3 separate regions of the Mus musculus genome follow, and regions 2 and 3 are each linked to region 1. A link is a contact called in public HiCAR-type and HiChIP or PLAC-seq data. All regions are on one chromosome and are shown on one strand. The core of a region is the stretch at or near the end of the contact, and the rest is flanking DNA. Distances in the headings are between cores, read along the strand shown. Region 1 has its middle 21 kb from the start of Gm41432. Region 2 holds the start of Chrd (chordin). Region 3 overlaps Yeats2 (YEATS domain containing 2).

Evidence for each region. HiCAR-type assays count read pairs that join an accessible place to other places. HiChIP or PLAC-seq counts read pairs in DNA pulled down with a chosen protein or histone mark.
Region 2: a HiCAR-type map of kidney shows a contact between it and region 1, with 2.5 times the contacts expected there. The contact joins the promoter of Chrd here to the enhancer-like site in region 1. A contact is called at or near these places in 5 of 39 promoter capture datasets (the C10 cell line, liver, neutrophils and 1 more), 2 of 115 datasets of contacts at active chromatin or transcription factors (embryonic stem cells and kidney) and 3 of 9 other capture datasets (adipose tissue, liver and pancreatic islet).
Region 3: an H3K27ac HiChIP or PLAC-seq map of embryonic stem cells shows a contact between it and region 1, with 7 read pairs. The contact joins two enhancer-like sites. A contact is called at or near these places in 8 of 39 promoter capture datasets (the C10 cell line, the HPC-7 cell line, embryonic stem cells and 4 more), 1 of 15 datasets of contacts at CTCF or cohesin (pro-B cells), 50 of 484 Hi-C or Micro-C datasets (B cells, the C10 cell line, the C2C12 cell line and 30 more), 5 of 115 datasets of contacts at active chromatin or transcription factors (bone marrow-derived dendritic cells, embryonic stem cells, extraembryonic endoderm stem cells and 1 more) and 2 of 9 other capture datasets (adipose tissue and pancreatic islet).

What each region holds. Positions count from the first base shown.
Region 1 is chr16:20,475,898-20,480,226 of GRCm38.p6, forward strand. No RefSeq gene overlaps it. Among named protein-coding and RNA genes, the nearest start is that of Gm41432, 21 kb to the left of the region's middle. Within about 2 kb of position 2,839, at least 74 of the 459 cell types and tissues checked have an H3K27ac peak or open chromatin away from gene starts, as enhancers often do. A contact at or near this core is called in embryonic stem cells and kidney, where this site is marked.
Region 2 is chr16:20,731,572-20,736,581 of GRCm38.p6, forward strand. Chrd (chordin) reads left to right here and starts at 1,556. Exons shown (of 23, transcript NM_009893.2): 1 at 1,556-1,724; 2 at 1,960-2,063; 3 at 2,436-2,565; 4 at 2,702-2,830; 5 at 2,916-3,015; 6 at 3,115-3,202; 7 at 3,546-3,687; 8 at 3,800-3,928; 9 at 4,010-4,092; 10 at 4,175-4,322; 11 at 4,466-4,572; 12 at 4,693-4,812. The coding sequence starts at 1,577. It also overlaps a transcript of Thpo not described here.
Region 3 is chr16:20,225,169-20,229,674 of GRCm38.p6, forward strand. Yeats2 (YEATS domain containing 2) reads left to right here. Exons shown (of 31, transcript NM_001145930.1): 28 at 2,545-2,771; 29 at 3,529-3,603; 30 at 4,330-4,403. Among named protein-coding and RNA genes, the nearest start is that of Gm41431, 9.2 kb to the right of the region's middle. Within about 2 kb of position 2,538, at least 28 of the 459 cell types and tissues checked have an H3K27ac peak or open chromatin away from gene starts, as enhancers often do. A contact at or near this core is called in embryonic stem cells, where this site is marked.

The DNA of each region.
Region 1 (4,329 bases), core at 1,589-4,088:
TATATTTACAAAATCACTTTGGTTCAGGGTGGGTTTTGTAGAAATTAATTTTCCTGCAGGGTAGGAAGGCATGGGGGTGGGGGTGGAATTGCTGCCATTTCTTTTTCAGGAAACATTTACCTCCTATCCTGTCCTTTCTACAATACCCCAGAAGGATACTGAGGCTAATGAGAAAGACAGTGCAGGATCTATCTAGAACTGCTTGATAAATTAGTGAATTCTAGTGACCGTGAAAGGGTGTGCTGAGTCTTTTAACACTAAATATCCTGAAGGGATTTTTTTTTCCCTAGTATGAGGAATTAAGTCTGGGACCTTGAGTATAAGGGTCCAAAATTGATGAAAGAAGACTCCAGACTCAGAATGCAAAAAGAAAGACATTTAGGCCGGGCGTGGTGGTGCATGCCTTTAATCCCAGCACTTGGGAGGCAGAGGCAGGTGGATTTCTGAGTTCGAGGCCAGCCTGGTCTACAGAGTGAGTTCCAGGACAGCCAGGGCTACACAGAGAAACCCTGTCTCAAAAAAACCAAAAAAAAAAAAAAAAAAAAAAAGAAAGAAAGACGTTTAATCTGTAGAAACAACCAGTATGTTGTGGGAGTCAACCATTTTTTGAAATGGGGACCCCAGACAAAGGCGTGAAGACCTTCTTGTAGGGAACTGGGGGAACTCTCTAGAAGGACTGGGTAATCTAAAACTTCACTGGTGGGTGCTAGGGAGTCATAGGGGGTCAGTGGCCCGCATTCCTATGTCATGAATGTTTAACCATAGGATGAGATAAGGCTGCCCAGCACAGTTGGCCCATTCTGAGATAAGATAGTTTCCCATTTTGTGATTATCCCCGGGCTGTTATTTGGGAGGGGGCTTTGTGATTTTGTTCTGAATTTTATGGTCTATCTCTGGAGCTGGTCTTTTATGGCCTAGTTTCTGGGACTTACGGTCTGTTCCTGGAGCTGGTGCCTTACGGCCATTTTTTTCTAAATCAGGCCTGGTCCTTAAATGGAGACAAATGGGGCTCTTGTTGTCCTTTCATGAGGCTTATGTTGTCCTTTCATGAGCATGTAAATGAACACTCCAGCACTGAGCTCTGGCTTGTTCAGCCCAGACAGGATCTGAGCTGCCACCTTCCAGTCTTTGCCTTCCAAGTACCTGACATTATTTGCTTGCCTTACAGGCCTGTTCAGGAATCTCTTTATCAGAGTGTGGAGGTTTAGCTCCTGACGTCAGGTCTGGGAATGGATCCAGGGCAGATCCAACTCTCCCCCTTTCAACTTGTTCATAACTTTAAACTTGAACACTTAGATGAGACTTAAGTGCTGTTCAGACCAAATTTCTACCCAAAGTATAACTCTTTCTGGGACAAAGAAAAACCCTCTAGAAATGGAGGCCACAAACCTCCTGGGGAAGCTTAACAAGGTGGAAATTGCACCCCCCCCACACACACACACACACTAGGCAGACAGCTCTCTAGCTCGCTTTCTCTCTCTCTCTCTCTCTCTCACACACACACACACACACACACACACACACACATACACGGCAGATAGCCCCCCATACACACACACACTAGGCAAACAGCCCTTCCCCACTAGGCAGACAGCTCTCTAGCTTGCTCTCTCTCTCTCTCTCACACATACACGGAAGATAGCCCCCCCACACACACACACACTAGGCAAACAGCCCTTCCCCACTAGGCAGACAGCCCCACACACTCACACACACACACACACACAGGGACAGACATACACACACACTAGACAGACAGACAGACAGACACACACACACACACACACACACACACACACACACACACACACACACACGGCAGACAACCAGTATGGGGCATTCTTGGACCTCCAAGGTCTTATTTAAGATCTGCCTGGGATGTCACCTACTGTGACTTCAGTGGAGACAAATAAAGAGGATAAAATAGGCCTAAGACCTCAGGGGCAAAAATGAGGGTGTCTGGTCAGAAAATAAAGAAGGCACTGTGCTTGGTGATCTGATCGCTACTTTTCATGTTGCTGTAATTAAATACCCAACAAAAGTAACATAAGAGGGGGGTTGTTCCCACCCTGAGGGTACATCCATCACGGAGCAGAAGGCCTGGCAGTGGCAACAGTGGCAACGGCAGCTGTATATCAGCGCACTTTCTCCTTTTTATTCATTCTAAAACTCTAGCCCATGGAATCCAGGCAAAGAAAAGAAGAAGAAAAAAAGACGACCCTGCACAGAGCCTTTACCCTGGAGCGTGGCTCATTTTCCGTTGGTAGTAGTCAGAGGCAGGAAACTTCTAGCACTGTGGATGGACAACAGTGATGTCTACCCAGTCTGTGCTTATTTAGCGCCAGAATTGTATGGGACCTTCAGTTTTAACACTTCACTCAGATTCCTAAAGTAATTATCTGTGTCTACCTAGGCTCAGGACAACTTGTGACCTAGCGTGTAAACACTTCTCTCTGACCCATGAGTTTCTACAACACAATCAAGCCTTTCAATCTTGAGTAAAGCACACCCTCAGAGTAATGTAAAAAATGGAGGGAAGCAATTTAAAAATATTTTAAGACTTCCCTGAAATTTTTATACAGTGTATTTGATCATATTTATACCTTTCAACTTTTCTTGCCTCTGCCTTTACCTTCCTCCCTTACCCAACTTGTGCTCTTAGCTTTTTTAGTTCAAATTCCATTATTCAAATGGTTGGGTGTGGGGCCAGTCCTGGAAATTGGCCAACCTACCAGGAGTTACACCCTTAAAGAAAACTGATCCTCCCAGATCCAGCTGTCATCAAAAACAAATAGCTCCTCTGCTGGGGTTGGACTTCCGGCCAAGGTCCACCAGGAGATTCCTAACATTCCTTAGAGTTAAAATTTGGTTTTCCCACTCTGGTGCAGGCCTGTGGCCTTGGTCCTGCTGAGATGCTTAGAAGCTTTATTTAAAAAGTCTGGGTCCCCATGAAACCCTACAATACTCAGGCTTACCAGGACATTTGGTAGTGAAAGACCCACAACGTGAGGACTCCCCCATGTTCTGACTCAGGAGAGGCGACACCCCAAATCACTCATAAGAAATGGTCTTGCTGCAAACTGCAAGAGGATTTTTATTCAAGAGTGATCTCGGGGGCCCACGGTCATACACCATGCAGGGGTAGAGGACCGTGGCGCGCCAAGTAGCTGGGTAAGGGGGTATTTAAAGGAAGAAACCACAACTCAAGGAAGTGGGGAGGGCGTTGTTGGTTAAGAGTCCCAAGGAAGTGCAAAGTCACAAGAGTCACAAGGAATACCTGGTAATTGTGCAGGTTATCTCTCAAGACAGTTTCTAAGAGCCCCTAACAATAGCACATTTGCATAGCGGGTTCCAGCAGTGGTCAGGTTGACTTTCTTTGAATGAACACTCTTTGAACCCAGGAAGCGGGTGGGTGGATGAATGTCGCTATCTGTTTTATGATTAGCATACCTTGGAGCATTAGTCACAGAGGTCATATTCCCAAGCCTGGGCCTAAAGGCCTAGAATTTTGTTTTTACGTTATACTTTCAGTAGGAGTGGAGTTATTGACCCTCGTCATTTTTAAAATCAGGAGTGCTGATAAAAGATTAAAGCTTTGAAAGGTTCCAGTCCTCCCTGTACCTGCCTATGGCCGCCACTAGCTGCTCCCTGAGTCCACTCAGGGTGAATATGCCGGCTACACTTAAGCAAGCTTTGTTAAATGGGAACATGGAATGTCACTGTACATGCTTCTTGTAAAATTACCTAACAGTTGTGTCTCGGCAGCTAAGAGTTGTAGTAAATATTTAATCTCAAAGGGGGGTTCTACTCCACTTTGATCACTCTGTTCCCAGATAAAAAGCACACAACTTTTATTATGTATAATAAGCCTTTAAAGCACTAGAGATGGGCAGATATCCACCCTCTAAGATATTAGTGTCTACTTCCCTACAATTTATAACTAACCATGTTCCATCTGGGCTGCTCCTTTTTTTGTTTGTTTGTTAATTCATTTTCTTTTTTTTAAGATTTATTTTATTTATATGAGTACACTGTAGCTGTCTTCAGACACAGCAGAAGAGGGCATAGATCCCATTACAGATGGTTGCAAACCACCATGTGGTTGTTGGGAATTGAACTCAGGACCTTTGGAAGAGCAGTCAGTGCTCTTAACCACTGAGCCATCTGTCCAGCCCCTGGCCTGCTCTTAAATTCAATTGGCCAGCCGTCATTGCCTTGTTTTCATGGCAAACCTACTCCATGGTGTCTTCTTCTCTCCCCTCCCCCATCCTCTCTCTCTTCTGCATCTTTATTCAACCAATAGTTTTAATTTAAGAAGCAAGGTTACAA
Region 2 (5,010 bases), core at 306-2,805, 250 kb after region 1:
TGGTCTACCTAGTGAGCCAGGGCTGCATAATGAGATCTTATTTAAAACAGACAGACAGACAGACAAACAGACAGACAGACAGATTGACTGGGCTCAGTCTTTCTACTAGGGGTACAGGGACCTGGAGCGCTAAACCCCCTCAGCTCTGTGGGCAAGCCTGCCCTTGATTGCTCAATGATCCTCTTCTAGTCCTACCACTATACATGTGACAAGAGAAATAACCAGGCCCATCTGTCCCTGTCTTAGGAAGGACAGCTGCCGAGCCTCCCCCACAAATACCTCTTTGCTGGCTCCTCTCTTCCTTTGGCCCTGGCTCTAGCTCCTGTGCTTTCTCCCCAGTCCCTGTCTCCCCACAGTCTCTGTCCTCAGGGACCTTGTGGCCTGACCCTGTCCTCTCTCCCTTGTCTTCCTCAGGCTTTCTCTGCGCCTCAGAGAGGATGGGCTATCTACTGAGGCGTATGGCCTGGATCCCGGAATTCTCCAGTTGAATAAGAGATGCCTTCTAAGATTAGGAAGCCTAGTGCTGGGATAGTGGGAAGAACGGTGCGCGCGCGCGCGCGCGCGCGCGCGCGTGTGTGTGTGTGTGTGTGTGTGTGTGTGTGTGTGTGTGTGTGTGTAGGATGGGGAGGCTTGTCTAGAAAAGCAGGACAAAGGAGGTGGGGACTGAGCTGGAGAGGAAGAGGGTCATCTCTTGGATGAAGGAAAAGCATGAGAGAGCCAGAGGTGGTAGTTGGATGGACTTGAGAGCAGGTTGGGGTGCTGGTGAATTATGACTCCACTCAGGGAAGCACTGCTTGATTCTGGGAAGCACAGGCTAGGTTCCTGTCCCTGGGAAGTGAAGAAAGAGGAGAGACCTTAGAAGGGAAATAGGAATACAGCCAGAGTGAAAGGAAGGGGGTGCTGTGGGTCCTAGGTAGGGGTGGATCGGTGTCATTTTCAAAGACAAGTCCTCATCCTCCAGCGGCCCATCTCGTTCAAGAGTGCCACAGGCCCGAGGCTCAGCCTCTGCCCTTCACTAGCCTGAGCCTCTGGTCTTGGGGTGGACACCACCTCCAGGGGTGGTCGCAAGGAGCGTGTGTGGGGGTGTCGAGGCCCGCCTCTCCTCTCCCTCTTTGCGCCCCCTAGTTCCTCCCTTCCCCCTACCCACTCCGCTCCCCCCTCCTCCAGTCCCTCCCTCCTCCCCTGCCGGGTCCCAGCCTGTCCCCCTCCCCCACTCGCGATCCGGCCGCTGCTGCTGGGCCGGACCCCCCGGGCTCAGCCGGGCTCCTTGTGGAGCCGCCGCCGCGCCCCGTTTGCTGAAGAGGAGGCCCCGGGCCCGGACGCCTGGCGCGGGCATAAAACGGGCCAGAGCCGGCGCCTAGGGCACTAAAGTGGAGTACGGCCCGGGTCAGCGCCCCTCCGCCCGCTCTCTCCCGCCCCGCCCGGCCGGGAGCCGACCAGGCGACTGTGAGACGAGCCCCTCGCCACTGCCCCCCTCCTGGCCCCGGCCCCCTCCTGCCGGCCCGCCTCCGGTCCGGCCCTACTCCCTCTCCTGCTCCCTCCTCCCGCCCGCCTCCCCAGCTGTCTGCTCCGCGTCATGCCGAGCCTCCCGGCCCCGCCGGCCCCGCGGCTGCTCCTCGGGCTGCTGCTGCTCGGCTCGCGGCCGGCCAGTGGCACTGGCCCTGAGCCCCCAGCACTGCCCATCCGTTCCGAGAAGGAGCCGCTGCCTGTCCGGGGAGCGGCAGGTAGGTGGGCTCCAGGGGGAGGTGCGGGAGGGGAGTCTGACTCCTGGCAAGTCTACATCCACAGGGAGAGGGCCCCGGGCGCAGGTGGCTTCGCGCAGCGGGAGGGTGGGAGGGGAAAGCAGAGGCGGCGAGGTGCACGGTGCCAAGGGACCATGGGCCTGGCGGGCAGAGCCCGGAGCAGGCATTACGGCACGAGCAACCGGACAGCGGCCGCCAGCCAAGCCCGTCCCCGCAGGCTGCTCCTTCGGCGGGAAGGTCTATGCCTTGGACGAGACGTGGCACCCGGACCTGGGGGAGCCTTTTGGGGTGATGCGCTGCGTGCTGTGCGCCTGTGAAGCGGTGAGTGGATAACGCAGCTGCCTGCCCTACTCTAGAGGGTAGCGGAACGCTGGTGTCCTAAGTAGTAGACTCGGAGATGCTCAGGGGAAGGCTGGTCCGCAAATCGGAGGAAACCGCTTTCAAGTCTGCGGTGTTGACAGTTATTGATCGCCCACAATGTGACTGGCTTTTAGCCAACTTCCCCCCTCCCGTTACAGTATTGCTAGATAAATGACATTATTAGTTCTACTTTGCAGACAGGGACGCCGAGGCTCAGAGAAGTTAAGAAACTTTGGACGGGCCATGTAACTTGTAAATAGCAGAATTGACTGTCTGCAGCCCTGGGGTCTGATGGTTTCATTCCCTTAATTTTCCTATGTTCTCTGCCATCAGCCTCAGTGGGCTCGCCGTGGGAGGGGTCCTGGCAGGGTCAGCTGCAAGAACATCAAACCTCAGTGCCCCACCCTGGCCTGCAGGCAGCCGCGCCAGCTGCCAGGACACTGCTGCCAGACCTGCCCGCAGGGTGAGGCCCGCTGTGCCCGGAGTTAGGAGGGTGGAAGGCTCTACACTAGGTCCTGTACGACTTGCATCGCGGAGGAGGACTGGTCCTCCTGGTACCTTTCTGAAGCCAGCCGTCTTATTCCTTACCCCGGATGCAGAGCGCAGCAATCTAGATCCACAGCCCGCTGGCCTGGTCTTCGAGTATCCAAGGGATCCAGAGCATCGCAGTTACAGTGATCGAGGGGAACCCGGCGTTGGGGAGCGGACCCGTGCTGATGGCCACACAGGTAGGCTGGGGTGGAGGTGGGCCTGATGAAGTTTGAGTCCCGCGGCAAGGCTTGACAGTGCTCAGGCCATCTTCTCTTCTCGAAGACTTTGTGGCGCTGCTGACAGGACCGAGGTCGCAGGCGGTAGCTCGTGCTCGAGTCTCTTTGCTGCGCTCAAGTTTACGCTTCTCTGTCTCCTACCAGCGGTGAGACCGGGAAAAGGGCAAGGACTAGGAGTAGTAAAGGGGGCAATAAAGAGGAGCCTGTAGGCTATAGATCCAGTCTCACTGGACCTCTCTTCACAGGCTGGACCGTCCCAGCAGGGTTCGTTTCACAGATCCCACAGGCAACATCCTGTTTGAACACCCTGCAACCCCCACCCAGGATGGCCTGGTGAGATGATGCCATTTAAGAGTGCTTATCCAAAATCGGCACTTGCTGAGAGCATGCTTTGCATTGCCTCCTTTGGTTCTCACAACAGCCCAGTGGGAGAAAGGCCCTGACATTATGATGCCCATTTTACAGAGGAGGGAACTGAGGCTCAGAATAGCAGAATGTGATTTGTTCAAGGTCATTTGGCTAGTAAGTGGTAAGCCAGGACTTAAAATCAAGGCTCATGGGTCCTTCTTAAGAGGGTCTGGGGTCTCCCTTCCATGCTCCTTCCTCATTAGACCTGGGTCTTTTAGGTGGCTTGTCCTGCATAATTACAGTAGGCATTCTTCCCTCTTCTCTCAAGGTCTGTGGGGTGTGGCGGGCAGTGCCTCGGCTGTCTGTGAGGCTCCTGAGGGCAGAGCAGCTTCGGGTAGCCCTTGTGACATCCACTCACCCTTCAGGAGAAGTCTGGGGGCCTCTCATTTGGCAGGGTGCTCTCGCTGCAGGTAAGGGGAGTGAGCAGTTCTCAGATGTCAAGAGCTGAGCCTTCAATAACCCAAGGGTGGGTGGACTGAAGAGAGGATTTTCTTATGGCTGTCATGGTCTAACACTCCCCAGAGACCTTCAGTGCCATCCTGACCCTGGAAGACCCACTGCAGCGGGGTGTGGGGGGCATAGCCCTGCTCACCCTCAGTGACACAGAAGATTCCTTGCATTTTTTGCTGCTCTTCCGGGGTCTGCTGGGAGGTGAGTGATGGGGAAGATGTATGTGAGGGCGTAGGGCGGGTGCTCACCTTTCAGAAATGCTCACATGTGCAGTGCTTGCAGGACTAGCTCAGGCTCCCTTGAAGCTTCAGATTCTCCACCAGGGACAGCTACTTCGGGAGCTCCAGGCCAACACCTCCGCTCAGGTAAGGGAAAGGAAGGCCTGTGTCTTGCCGAGGTTTACTCTGACCTCTTGCTGTTGCCCACCCCACTCTGCTCTGTTCACAGGAGCCAGGTTTTGCTGAGGTGCTGCCCAGCCTTACAGACCAAGAGATGGACTGGTTGGAGCTGGGGGAGCTGCAGATGGTCCTAGAGAAGGCGGGTGGGCCAGAGCTACGCATCAGTGGATACATCACCACCAGGCAGAGCTGTGATGGTGAGGAAGGGTGGGGCTTGGCACTGTGGGTACACATAACTCAGAGGCACAAACGTGTGCTGAGGAAGAGCCCAAAATACATATGGGGGTCTTGGGTGTCTGGGTGTGGGCAAGCCTGCTGCCACCTGTCTTGTCCCCTGCAGTCCTTCAAAGTGTCCTTTGTGGGGCTGATGCCCTGATCCCAGTCCAGACGGGTGCTGCTGGGTCAGCCAGCTTCATATTGCTAGGAAATGGCTCCCTTATCTATCAGGTAAGAGTCAGCAGCTGTAGGAGGCAGGGAGGCCAGCAGGGCAAGGCCTTGACCTTCAGGGGGAAAGGCTCTCGGTCTTGGCTGGCAATCCAATTGCCTTTCCCCAACCCTGCCCACCAGGTGCAAGTGGTAGGTACAGGTAGCGAGGTGGTGGCCATGACACTGGAGACCAAGCCTCAGCGGAAGAACCAGCGCACTGTCCTGTGCCACATGGCTGGACTCCAGCCGGGAGGACACATGGTGAGGGCTCCAGGCAGAGTTGTGCCAGGGCTGCCAATACATGGGCTGCGGGAAGCCAGGTTGGTTGAGTAGGGGTGTGTAGTACTGTTCACACACACATGGGTTCTCTCAATGAGTTCTTTATTCATTTGACACGTTTTGGTAAACCTTAGGCTAGAAACCTTGTTCTCAGCAAGCTCATAGTGAAATAGGGAACAC
Region 3 (4,506 bases), core at 1,288-3,787, 250 kb before region 1:
TTTGAGCTTTACTAAAATTTCTTTAATGAATGTAGATGCCCTTGCATTTGGAACATAGATATTCAGAATTGAGAGTTCATCTTAATAAAATTTACCTTTGATGAGTATGAAGTGTCCCTCCTTATCTTTTTTGATAACTTTAGGTTGAAAGTAGATTTTATTCGATATTAGAATGGCTACTCCAGCTTGTTTCTTGGGACCATTTGCTTGGAAAATTGTTTTCCAGCCTTTTACTCTGAGGTAGTGTCTGTTTGTCACTGAGGTGGGTTTCCTGTGTGCAGCAAAATGTTGGAATTATGTTTATGTGCCTAACTTCTTTTGGGTTTGTTAAAAGGTTACTTTCTTGCTTTTTCTAGGGTGTAGTTTCCCTCCTTATGTTACTGTTTTCCATCTATTATCCTCTGTAGGGCTGGATTTGTGGAAAGATGTTGTGTAAATTTTTTTTCTCATGGAATATCTTGGTTTCTTCATCTATGGTAATTGATAGTTTTGTTGGGTATAGTAGTCTGGGCTGGCATTTATGTTCTCTTAGGGTCTATATGAGATCTGCCCAAGATCTTCAAGCTTTCATAGTCTCTGGTGAGAAGTCTGATGTAATTCTGATAGGTCTGCCTTTATATGTTACTTGACCTTTTTCCCTTACTGCTTTTAATATTCTTTCTTTATTTAATGCATTTGGTGTTTTGATTATTATGTGACAGGAGGAATTTCTTTTCTGGTCCAGTCTGTTTGGAGTTTGGTAGGCTTCTTGTATGTTTATGGGCATCTCTTTCTTTAGGTTAGGGAAGTTTTCTTCTATAATTTTGTTGAAGATATTTACTGGCCCTTTAAGTTGGGAATCTTCACTCTCTTCTATACCTATTATCCTTAGGTTTGGTCTTTTCATTTTGTCCTGAATTTCCTGCATGTTTTGGGTTAGGAGCTTTTTGCATTTTGCATTTTCTTTGACTGTTGTGTCAATGTTTTCTAAGGTATCTTTTGTCCCTGAGATTTTTCTCTTCTATCTCTTGTATTCTGTTGGTGATGTTTGCATCTATGACTCCTGATCTCTTTCCTAGGTTTTCTGTTTCAGAGTTGTCTCCCTTTGTGATTTCTTTATTGTTTCTACTTCTATTTTTAGATCCTGGATGATTTTGTTCAATTCCTTTACCTCTTTGGTTGTGTTTTCCTGTATTTCTTTAAGGGAATTTTTTATTTATGTCCTTCTTATCATCTGCCATCCTTATCATGAGAAGTGACTTTAGATCTATATCTTGCTTTTTTGGTATGATGGTGTATCCAGGACTTACTATGGTTGAAGAGTTGGGTTCTGATGATGCCAAGTAACCTTAGTTTCTGTTGCTTCTGTTCTTCCGCTTACCCCCATCCCCCAATCTGATTATCTCAAGTGCTCCCTGCCCTCCATATATCTGATTGGAGCCTGTCCTTCCTGTAATTCCAGTTGAGTCAGAACTTCTCAGATTCCAGCTTTCTTTGTGATTCTGGGATCCTGTGATGCTAAGATTCTGGGTGTGTCAGAGTTCTTGGCAGTCAAGCTTCCTCTGAGATCCTGAGATCCTGGTGTGACCAAGATCCTGGGATCCTAAGATCCTTGGCGTGTTAGAGCACCTGGAAGGGGTACCTCCTCTGGGACCATGGGGCTGTCCTCTGAGTTCGAAACCAAGGTAGTCTAGCAACTACCAGAAGGAACTGGAGCCACTGGTCGGGCGGGGTTCCTGTGTCCCTGCTCCAGCTGGTCCCAGGCACCCTCAGATCTGTTGGAACAGATCTGTCCCACTCACCAGTGATCCTAAGATCATGGGTGTGCTAGGGCACCTGTGGGGTGGAGAGTCCTCTGGAGACTGTGGGACTGTCCACTGAGTTTGGGCCCAAGGTGACCAGGTGCTGATGACAGCCACTCTCATGTCCTTCTTTGTAAAAGCATATGGGCATGGCTTTATTGTCCTTACACTCTACAACCCTTTGAAGGCTGTGTGCATTACCATGGCAACAGTGAGGCAGGAATTTTTTTTTCTCTTTTGAAGTGAGAAGTCCCAGGTACCCCTAGCTTCCCCAGAGCTCACTGTGTAGTTGCAGGTGACCTTGTACATTTGATCCTCCTGCCTCTGCCTCCCTGAGGGCCGTGCCACACCTAGTTGATGCAGTGCTGCTAATCAAACCCAGGCCTTCCTGATCCCAGAGACTCCTTCATGCTTGGCAGGTCCTCTTACCACTGAGCCACACCCTCAGCTTGAGTGGGAATGACTTTATGTTCCTCACTATACATTTCTTAAGGTTTCCATCTTTTTTTAAAAATGAAGTAAATCAGTATAATGATTCAGGAAGCGGGGCTGTGGCCTAGTTTTCCAGGATGGGGTCCATTGTGTACTGTCTGTGGTCCTAACGGCAGATCGGATGCGTTTGGAATAGGACACATGTCTGCTTTGCTGCTTTGTGAGGCACTGGTTCTCACGACAGTCAGTTCCCTGCCAACTCTGTCTTCCTCAGACTGGGGTCCTTGTCTGCTCTCACCTCAGCTGTCACAGACTGCTTCCTCTTATCTAGAGTGCCTGTCATCCTTCTCCACTGCTGATGACCTCTGCCGGAAGCTGGAGGATCTGCAGCAGTTCCAGAAAAGGGAGCCTGAGAACGAGGAAGAAGTGGATATCCTCAGCCTGTCAGAGCCACTGAAGACAAACATTAAAAAGGAGCAGGAAGAAAAGCAGGAAGAAATGAGATTCTACCTTCCACCAACCCCAGGCTCTGGATTTGTTGGTGACATTACACAGAAGGTGGGAGGCTAAGGCTGTGGTACTGTCAGATCACACACCAGACATTCCACCTCATGAACTTAGACAGCAGTCTGCCCAGTTGACATGTGATTGACTTTTGCCCATAAGTTGTGTTCCCACTCTCCCGTGAAAAATGATTGTGTATTGAACATGGCTACAGAGCAGAGGGGGGTAGTCACAGAGGCTCCTGGGTTTTTTTCTCATCTGCTTCAGATGAAGTGCTTCTCCTTCTTGAAGCATATTGTAATATTTTCAGGTCATACATGAATGAGCAGTCCCCGTCCATCCATACTGTCAACTCCCCGACCCTCTCCACCCCGAGGCCTGTGTTACCTTGTTACTTGGGAGAGAGCTATCAAACCCAATGATACCTAGCAGTTCTTTAGCAGCTGCCTCTGCTAGCTGCTCAGAATGCAAGGGGAAAGGCAGTGTTCACTCCCACCCACACCCACAGGATGCACAGGGGAAGCAGAATAGGGAGTTTCCCAAGGGCTTTTCTTTGCTTCCTGTAAAAATGGTCCCAGAGTCTTGATTTTAGGCCTTCCGAAATACCGCTTGCACTATTATGAATTCTTGGGAGATTCCAGTGTTTCATGATAAGACATTTGGGGATAAAAGCATAATTACATGTTGTTCAGAGTGGTTAAAGAGCCCTTCTTCCAGCCAGGGGCCTGTGTGTACCAGAGAAGCTCACTTGTTTGGGGAAAGGCTTGTTTCTGTTGTTGATGGGACAAATAGCCTTCTTCTCCTCTTCCAGATTGGAATCACCCTGCAGCCTGTGGCGCTGCACAGGAACATGTATGCCTCAGTGGTAGAGGACATGATCTTAAAGGTAGGTACCCGGTAGCACTGTGACCAACGCTGGCCAGTTTGCATTCCAGGGCCTATGAGTAAGGGGCAGAAGGGGACCAGAGAGGCTGATGTTGAAATCCCTTGTCTTACTTAGGGTGTATGTTTCCTTTCTTTTCTGGTTTCCTTCTCCTAGGTAAAGTAAATGAAGTTGTGTTCTGTCCAAGAATTGAGGGGTTTGTTGTGTTGAGGATAGAACCCAGGGTCTCGTACATGCCAGGCAGGTGGTCTGCCATGGAGTCCCCTGGCTCCCACAGCTGTCAACATCTTTTTAGTGTTATTTCTTATGTTTATTAGGAAGTATCCTACTGTAAGAATTATCTGTGCTTTATGATAGACAGGGAGAAAACAGAATCTTGGGTTTTCCCTGCCTCTCACAACAGAGAAACAGCCACTACTGTCCTGTCCCTGGGCAAGGGGTTAAGAAAGATACAGTCTCCATGCCTGGCCTGGCCTGGCCTGGCCCTTACCTCAGCTGTTCTTTTTCCTTCTGCATCCCTCCAAAAGGGAAGCTTCGGTACAGCCCTTACTCACAGTTAATAAAAAGTACTTAGTCCAATTTCTGATTTCTCTACATCATGACCTCTAAACAAAGTTCAGTTTCTCTTGAGAAAATCATTTCAAAAGTTTGGGTAAAGAATGAGGTCGGCTGCATCTCTCCCGCTAGTGAGCAGGTTGCTCTTCTGTCAACACCAGTCTTCTATTCTAGGCCACGGAACAGCTGGTGAGTGACATCCTGAGACAGGCACTGGCAGTTGGATACCAGACAGCATCTCCCAACAGGTACTGGTGCCGATAGTGGAGGCCGAGTGGGTCACTTACTCTTGAAGATGCTCGTTTTACCCCTAAGGCAGTGCAGTAGGAAATAGAGTAGGCTGCGCTTGGG